2 separate regions of the Mus musculus genome follow, and region 1 is linked to region 2. A link is a contact called in public HiChIP or PLAC-seq data. All regions are on one chromosome and are shown on one strand. The core of a region is the stretch at or near the end of the contact, and the rest is flanking DNA. Distances in the headings are between cores, read along the strand shown.

Region 1 (3,771 bases), core at 1,148-3,647, 160 kb before region 2:
CAGTGAGGATGGCGCTGGAGCTCGCTCTGGCGCGATCTCTCTCTCTCTCTCTCTCTCTCTCTCTCTCTCTCTCTCTCACACACACACACACACACACACACACACACACACACACACACACGTCACAGAGGGAGTTCAAGGGTCGGAAGATCCTTACCTTCTCCCTTGCTCACTGGTGTACGCACGCTCCAGGCTGGCTGACCTGTGACCTACAGGTTCTCCTGCCTCCCGCTCTCACATCGCTGTGGGAATGCTGGGTTTCCAGGCACTGGGGCTGCCTCTTTCTCCAGCTTTATGTGGCCTCTAAAGATCAGAACTCAGGTCCTGGAAATTGTGTGGCAAGCACTTTACCCACCCAGGCATCTCCACAACCCCACAGAGTTTGAAGAAACAGCCACCAGGCCTGACCTGTTGGTCTTGCTTGAACCCTGATCTGAACAATTTAACTAAGAGGAAACATTTTATGAGGCAATCAAGGAGCTCTGAGTAGCGATGCTAAGCAGTTATTAAGGTGCTAGTGTGACTGTGATAATGGGCTTGGTGGGGTTTCCTTTTTTTAATGTTTGTGTGTGTGTGTGTGTGTGTGTGTGTGTGTGTGTGTGTTCATGTACGTGTGTGTGCACATATGCATGTGTGATTGTGTGTACTTGTATACATGCAGGGGTATGTGTGCACACACTCGAGAGCGCACACGAGTGTTCATATGGTAATGTATATGTAGCTGAGCACAGGTGCTTGCAGGGACCAGAAGAGGGCATCAAACCCCTAGAACTGGAATTACAAGCCAGACAGGGGTAGTAGGAAAAGAACCCCAGTCCTCTCCTGGGAGAGCAGCAAGCGCTCTTAACTTCACAGCCATCTCTCCAGCTCCACCCACCCACACCCACTGTAAGAACACATACTGAAACTCCATAGATGAACCCACATGGCATCCAGAAATGCTTCAAGATAGAGATGGAGGAGAGGTGCCAGAAGAGGGCTGTGGCACCTTGAACAGAAATGGCTCAAGGGGGTAGAAGGGAGGGGGCTTTCCCTGACCTCTGCTAGCTGCACTTTCTCATGACTGAAAAAATCTAAAACAGAATAGAAACAGGAAAGTCAGACAGCAAAAGCAATAGGCGGCAGTCAGCTTCAGGGTGCCAGTGACCACAGTCCTAATTACAATGCCACTGTTCAGGAGGTACCGTGCCAATCCTTGAAAGCCCACAGCTGTCCATGCCACAGGTAAGAACCAGTGTTCCTCAGGATCAATGAAGCTCCCAGAGTCGAACATTAGTCAAACTCTCAAGTGCAGAGGCTAATGTAAATCACAAGTTGTCGTCTTTGCAAAAAACACTGAGTGCTGCGATCTATAAGCCAAGAACTCCAGTACAACAGGAGAGAGAGAAACAGAGAGAGAGACAGAGAGAGACAGAGAGAGGTCAGACCTGGCAATCTGTAACCCCAGAGCTCAGAAGATGGGATGGAGAAGGATGCACCTTGAAGCTAGCTTAGGCTAACACAAGATACTCAAAGGCAGGTGAGAGACAGAAGGAGAAAGGGTGAAGGGGATGGAGCAATAGCAGGAACTCCAGCCAAGAGGAGAGCTGGGAAGCCAAAAACACACCCAGTGGAGGCAGATGAGAAAGGTTCCATCTTAGCAGGACTGAGACCTGTGGTGGAGGGAGCCGGAAGCTCAGGCAAGGTTGGAGGGACACACAGTGAAGCTTCCTGAAGGCTGGCTGTGAGATTTGGTGGGCCTTACACCCACAAGCACTATTGCCTCCCACACCTTTCAGGGGAGGACACAGTGCCTGGCCTGGGGAGGATCACACTATCAATTGCAGAAAGAGCTTGGACCTGTGTCTGATGGCAGGGATATTAAGCTAATTTGCAGAAGCCTAAAAGTGAACTAAGCTGGGGTCACGCCAAAACTCTACAACACAAACATCTAAGGGGACCGAGAAGAGGGCTAGCTGTGGCAGACGAAAAGACAAGAACCCACAACTGGCAAGCAGGGACCCCAACCACCAACACACCCAAGGAGAAAAACAGTTACAAACCTTCCTCTCTCCTAAAAACCAAAGTGTCTCCACCTCATCTCAAAGTTCAGCCTCTAAATAGCAGGTGATAGCCCAGATGGGAAGGTGAGAGTGGAATTAATCAAGGTTATCTGGGGGTACCGATCCTAGCAGGTGTCATTTGCATAAAGCAGCCTTGGGGAAACTGAAGGCAAACCTCTAGACTGCCAGCCTAGAGACCAGTGGGGCAGAGCAGCCTCCAGCTTTCCAACCACACCTGCCCCTCCCCCCACGGACTACGGGAAGCACGCAGGCCCCCTGCTCTCACTTCCAGAGGCCAGACTCAGGTCCTCACAGAACTAAAAAACTAAAGCTAAAAGCTAGAGTTGACCTTTGCTCCTTCCGGGCCAGACAAATAGAAGGCTCCCCTGGGCCACACCCAACTGCTTAAGATCTCCACCACATGTTTATACTCAAGATGGAGAAAATGGAACTTACAGAGATAAAGTAGCCATCCTCTTTCCAAGGCAAAACCATTAACAGAGAAGTCTCTTTGTTTCCACATCAAGGACTGCCATAACTCATTCAAATTCCACAATAAAACCTGATAGGTGAGTTAATCCTAACTCCTTTGTTAGGCAGCCTATCAAAGAACTGACTGTGTGACCTTGGGAGGCTCACTAAACCTCTCGGAGCTCCTTCACAGGTCTCAATCACAAATGAAGTTTTTACATTTGAATGGCTGGTGTTTTAAGAATTGGCTTAAAAAAGAATTTACCTCCCTTTCCTACCCAAATTCCCACTGGGAAGCCCACTGATTATCACAACTAGAATGGATGAGGAGTGAACTGGCCTTAGAAGTGTGGGCTCCCAGATTCATCTCACACACACATTCAGGCAGATCCAGAGGCAGACACCCCAACATCACCCCAGATCTAAAGCCCTGTAGCTGGCTGGCAGCATGTTAGAGAGCTCGTCTGGCCCATGTGAGGCCCTGAGTCCCATCCCCAGAACAAGCCTGAGGCCACAGAAAAACCAATGGCAGAGGCTTCCCAACCAAAGCTCCCTACACCACCAGGGAGCTGAGGGACCGAGCCTCAAACTCACTGAGTACCTTCAATGCCCTCTACCACCAGCACCACAGATTTGAGCTCCTGGGCTCAAAGACCAAATCCAGAGGCTCCAGTCTCCCTCGAACCCCAAAGACACTGAACTGAATAAACATTAAGGCAACACACCCAGATAAGCCCCAGCATTGCTGGGCGGGGTGGCCGACGCCTTTAATCCCAGTACTCCAGAGGCAGAGTGAGTTCCAAGCCAGTCAAGCTATATACAGTGAGACCCTGTCTCAGACACCCACTAGCACCAAATGATTCATACTGACTTTTGGGTTGGGGCAAAGATTTCTTCCAAACATTCCTCAGGCTCCACCCCATTTTCTCCACCCATGTGTAGGACACTACTCCCATCTTCCTAAGAACTAAAGAGGGCACTGAATGCCTCAGGACCCCTACTCCTTCCTTTTCCACAGGACTACAAGCTCCAAGAGAAGATCTGAAACACACACAACAAAGCATATTGCAAAGCCACTCAAGCTTCCTTTCCAGACACTGTTCTTTCTACCTAGTAACAGGGAGTTGGCCAGTCTCTCATTAGAAATGCTATCTCCCACATCCCTTATGCACTGAGGTATTCTGAAAGGAAAACAGGGTGCCAGGACAAGCCACACTGAGCAGAAGTTTGAAACAGAGGCCACATCGTTAAGACAATC
Region 2 (3,872 bases), core at 1,291-3,790:
CAATACCTCTCCTGGGCATATATCCAGAAGATGCCCCAACGGGTAAGAAGGACACATGCTCCACTATGTTCATAGTAGCCTTATTTATAATAGCCAGAAGCTGGAAAGAACCCAGATGCCCCTCAACAGAGGAATGGATACAGAAAATGTGGTACATCTACACAATGGAGTACTACTCAGCTATTAAAAAGAATGAATTTATGAAATTCCTAGCCAAATGGATGGACCTGGAGGGCATCATCCTGAGTGAGGTAACACATTCACAAAGAAACTCACACAATATGTACTCACTGATAAGTGGATATTAGCCCCAAACCTAGGATACCCAAGATATAAGATACAATTTGCTAAACACATGAAACTCAAGAAGAATGAAGACTGAAGTGTGGACACTATGCCCCTCCTTAGAATTGGGAACAAAACACCCATGGAAGGAGTTACAGAGACAAAGTGTGGAGCTGAGATGAAAGGATGGACCATGTAGAGACTGCCATATCCAGGGATCCACCCCATAATCAGCATCCAAACGCTGACACCATTGCATACACTAGCAAGATTTTATTGAAAGGACCCAGATGTAGCTGTCTCTTGTGAGACTATGCCGGGGCCTAGCAAACACAGAAGTGGATGCTCACAGTCAGCTAATGGATGGATCACAGGGCTCCCAACGGAGGAGCTAGAGAAAGTAGCCAAGGAGCTAAAGGGATCTGCAACCCTATAGGTGGAACAACATTATGAACTAACCAGTACCCCGGAGCTCTTGACTCTAGCTGCATATGTATCAAAAGATGGCCTAGTCGGCCATCACTGGAAAGAGAGGCCCACTGGACTTGCAAACTTTATATGCCCTAGTACAGGGGAACACCAGGGCCAAAAAGGGGGAGTGGGTGGGCAGGGGAGTGGGGGTGGGTGGGTATGGGGGACTTTTGGTATAGCATTGGAAATGTAAATGAGCTAAATACCTAATAAAAATTGGAAAAAATAAAATAAAAGAAGGCTCTGAGACCAGACCAGCTGCCCGGAAGAGGTATAGACCAACTGAGGCATTTTACAACCTGTTGAGCGGCCTGCAGGCTGTGCAGTGTGCTTCCGATTTCCAACTTTGTGAGCTGTCACCCACACTGGGGTGGGCTTCAGTAGTACAGCTATCTTTGAGTCACTTCTCGTCCTATAAGTAACCCTTCAGCCATATTCCTGTAGATGGCCCCAATAAAACCCAGTGGTTCGCCAAACTCTGTTTTGGTGATATCTGTACTTTGGTCTGTCATGGGTTTCCTATCTGGGATGAGTAGATGTGGGTATTATGCCTCCCCAGGAAAAGTTTTTCACATAGCAGCAGGCAAAGTGACCTTGAACTTTGGCCTTTACCTCGTGGTGCTGGGATCAGAAGCATGTATAATCAGCTCTGTGGTAATGTGGTGCTAGGAACTGAACCCAGGGCTTTGTGCATGCTAGGAAGCACTCTTCCAACTGAGCCTCACTCTAGCCAGGGGACACTTTGTCCTCTGTTTACTATCAGATTCCCAAAGAGGTCAGATAGCACGTGCTTAGGAACTAGATGCCTAGATTCAAACTCAGGCTCTACCACTTTCTCTGCTATGTGACCTTGGACAAACCCATTAATTTCCTGTGCCTCAGTTTCCTCATCTACATGATGGGAGTAAAAATAATATTGCCAACTTCTTAGATCTCTTGAGAAGATAAAATGAGTTCCTGGTCCCTGGAAAGAACCATGGATATATGAGCTGCTGCTACTATTTAAGATGATACCTCTAATACTCTGTACCTGGCGAGTATGTATTGATTAAGTAACTCAGACTGCAAAGATCACTGTTTAGGGAACAGGCTAGATGCAGATGCAGAATTTACCCAAGGAGTTTTAAAAAGGCCTTCATGTTGTTGGGGTGGGGGTGGGGGTGAGGGTGGGGTCGTGGGAGAGTGTTGGGCCAAGAGTCATTTACCCTTTAGTCTGAACTTTAGCCCGACTCTGCGTGCACTATTGTGCATTTCTGAGATAGAATTTGTAGCGTTTGTTTTGTTCTTTTGAGACAGAGTCTTGCCAGGTAGCCCAGGCTGCTCCCAGATTCACTATGTTGCACATGATGGCCTCAAACCTGCAGCAGTCCTTTTGCCTTGGCTTTCTGGGTGCTGAGATTACAAGATTACACTATTCCTGACCAGTCCGCATTTTGTGAAGGAAGAAAATCCACTTCTGCCCCAAATGTAGCTAGAGCCAGAGAATAAACACAGTGGTCTTAAAATATCTCCATCTGACTAGAAAGATGATATTCCCAGCCGGGACTCTTAAAGGTGGGTCTGAATGAGGTCTCCCCTCCGAGAGCATTGTTCAGAATGTTTGCAGATGAACACAGCTACAGTCAGAACCCCGCCCTCTGGCCTGCCTCTTCAATTCACTCACAGAGACATAACAAGCCCCAGAAGAAAGGCTGAGATATGCTTACAATTGGAAATGGGTGTTTGGAAGAAACCATTGGGCAGGAACCCCATTCCCGTTCCATTAACCGCTGACTCAGAGCCAGTTGTTTGGAAAAGCCAATATGCAAACTGCTCAGTCTGCGCCTGGCCCCCGCCCCACGAGGCCCCATTAGCAGCCACTTTCCCAAAACAGCCCGCCCTGCTTTGGAAGGTTCCTTTCTATTCAACCCGAGCAGGGCCCAGCAGCAGCCTGCTTGCCAGGCCCTGAGCTGGGAAAGACAAAGGGCCGCGATTGAATTTTCTCGGCGGCGCAGAATCTGAAGATGTTGTTTACTCTAGAGAATGGGTTGAAGCTCCCGGCCCGAGGGTGCAGTCTCTAGCTGCTCACCCGCCATTAGTCATAACTTAATAAAAGCCCTAAACGGCTAGCGGAAGAGCCGGCTTCGAAGGCGCAGAGATTGCCTTAGTTCACTCCAAGAAAAGGGGTTTCTTCATCTCATTTTATTTTCTAGAAAATGCCATCTGAAATGAGGTCCACATCCAGCAGAGGCAGGCTTGGGGACTTGAAGAGGTGGATTCGAATCCTGCTCTGGTTTTATTAGCCGGAGGACCTGATGTGGCTTCCTGCAGTTAGAGCTGAAGCCGTTCGTCTGTTTTCCTCCCGTGTTTATCCTTTTGAAAGAACCCCCATTTTCATCTAGGATCCACCTGCCCTCCTGGGTCTAGAGTGAGATCCTGATTGCTTCAAGTCAGTAATGATGCTCCCCACCCTTGCCTCGGGGGCCATATGATACAACTCTAGTCAGAGCTTTGAGTGGAAATAGTTCTAGGAGTTTCTAGGAATAATCTCCCCCCATTTAAGAAAGAGTCCCATGGAAGGTAAGTCTTTTTCCTTTCTTCTCTCCAGCATTGTATTGGGCTTTTATGTATAACTTTGCTATGGTTCTTTTATAGCCAAGAGGTAAGTCTGCCCGAAGAAGCTAACATGCTGAAGTTGTCAAGAAGGAAGGAAAAGAGGGGGAGGACGTTGTTGATACTGGTGAGCTGCTGCCCCGGAAACCACCCCTTACTATGTAAGCTGGAAGAGCAGATGGACCAGGGACAGTCTACCCAGTTAGTGCATGGGGATAAGGATTACGTGGATAGCATAGGTCTGTACTTGATAGTAACTTAATCTCCTCTTTCTCCCCAGAAAGAACAGGATAGCCACAGGACTTGGTGAACCCTAAACTTCTATGCCTGGGAACCCCAAGAACCCCAGGAGAGAAACAAGTATGGAAAAAAGAATGGAAAAAGTTTTCTAAAGGTGAAAGAGGGTTGTGGGTGGAGCTGGGCTGGTGGGTGGGGCTGGGCTGGCACACTTGAAGCCCTGGGTTCCATCTCCAGGGACGGGTGCACACAGCAACTCCAGCACTGTGGAGGGGAGGCAAGAGGAT

Evidence for each region. HiChIP or PLAC-seq counts read pairs in DNA pulled down with a chosen protein or histone mark.
Region 1: an HNF4G HiChIP or PLAC-seq map of pancreatic cancer cells shows a contact between it and region 2. The contact joins the enhancer-like site here to the promoter of Parvaos in region 2. A contact is called at or near these places in 2 of 15 datasets of contacts at CTCF or cohesin (both in the NIH/3T3 cell line), 3 of 484 Hi-C or Micro-C datasets (palatal mesenchyme, reprogramming fibroblasts and uterus), 7 of 115 datasets of contacts at active chromatin or transcription factors (embryonic fibroblasts, embryonic limb bud, embryonic stem cells and 4 more) and 2 of 9 other capture datasets (adipose tissue and liver).

Annotation. Positions count from the first base shown.
Region 1 is chr7:112,690,202-112,693,972 of GRCm38.p6, reverse strand. All of the region lies in intron 1 of Tead1 (TEA domain family member 1), which reads right to left. Among named protein-coding and RNA genes, the nearest start is that of Tead1, 13 kb to the right of the region's middle. Within about 2 kb of position 2,397, at least 46 of the 459 cell types and tissues checked have an H3K27ac peak or open chromatin away from gene starts, as enhancers often do. A contact at or near this core is called in embryonic stem cells and pancreatic cancer cells, where this site is marked.
Region 2 is chr7:112,534,351-112,538,222 of GRCm38.p6, reverse strand. It overlaps Parvaos (parvin, alpha, opposite strand), which reads left to right and starts at 2,540. Exons shown (of 5, transcript NR_154467.1): 1 at 2,540-3,315; 2 at 3,391-3,475; 3 at 3,629-3,742. The region is part of intron 1 of Parva (parvin, alpha); the gene reads right to left.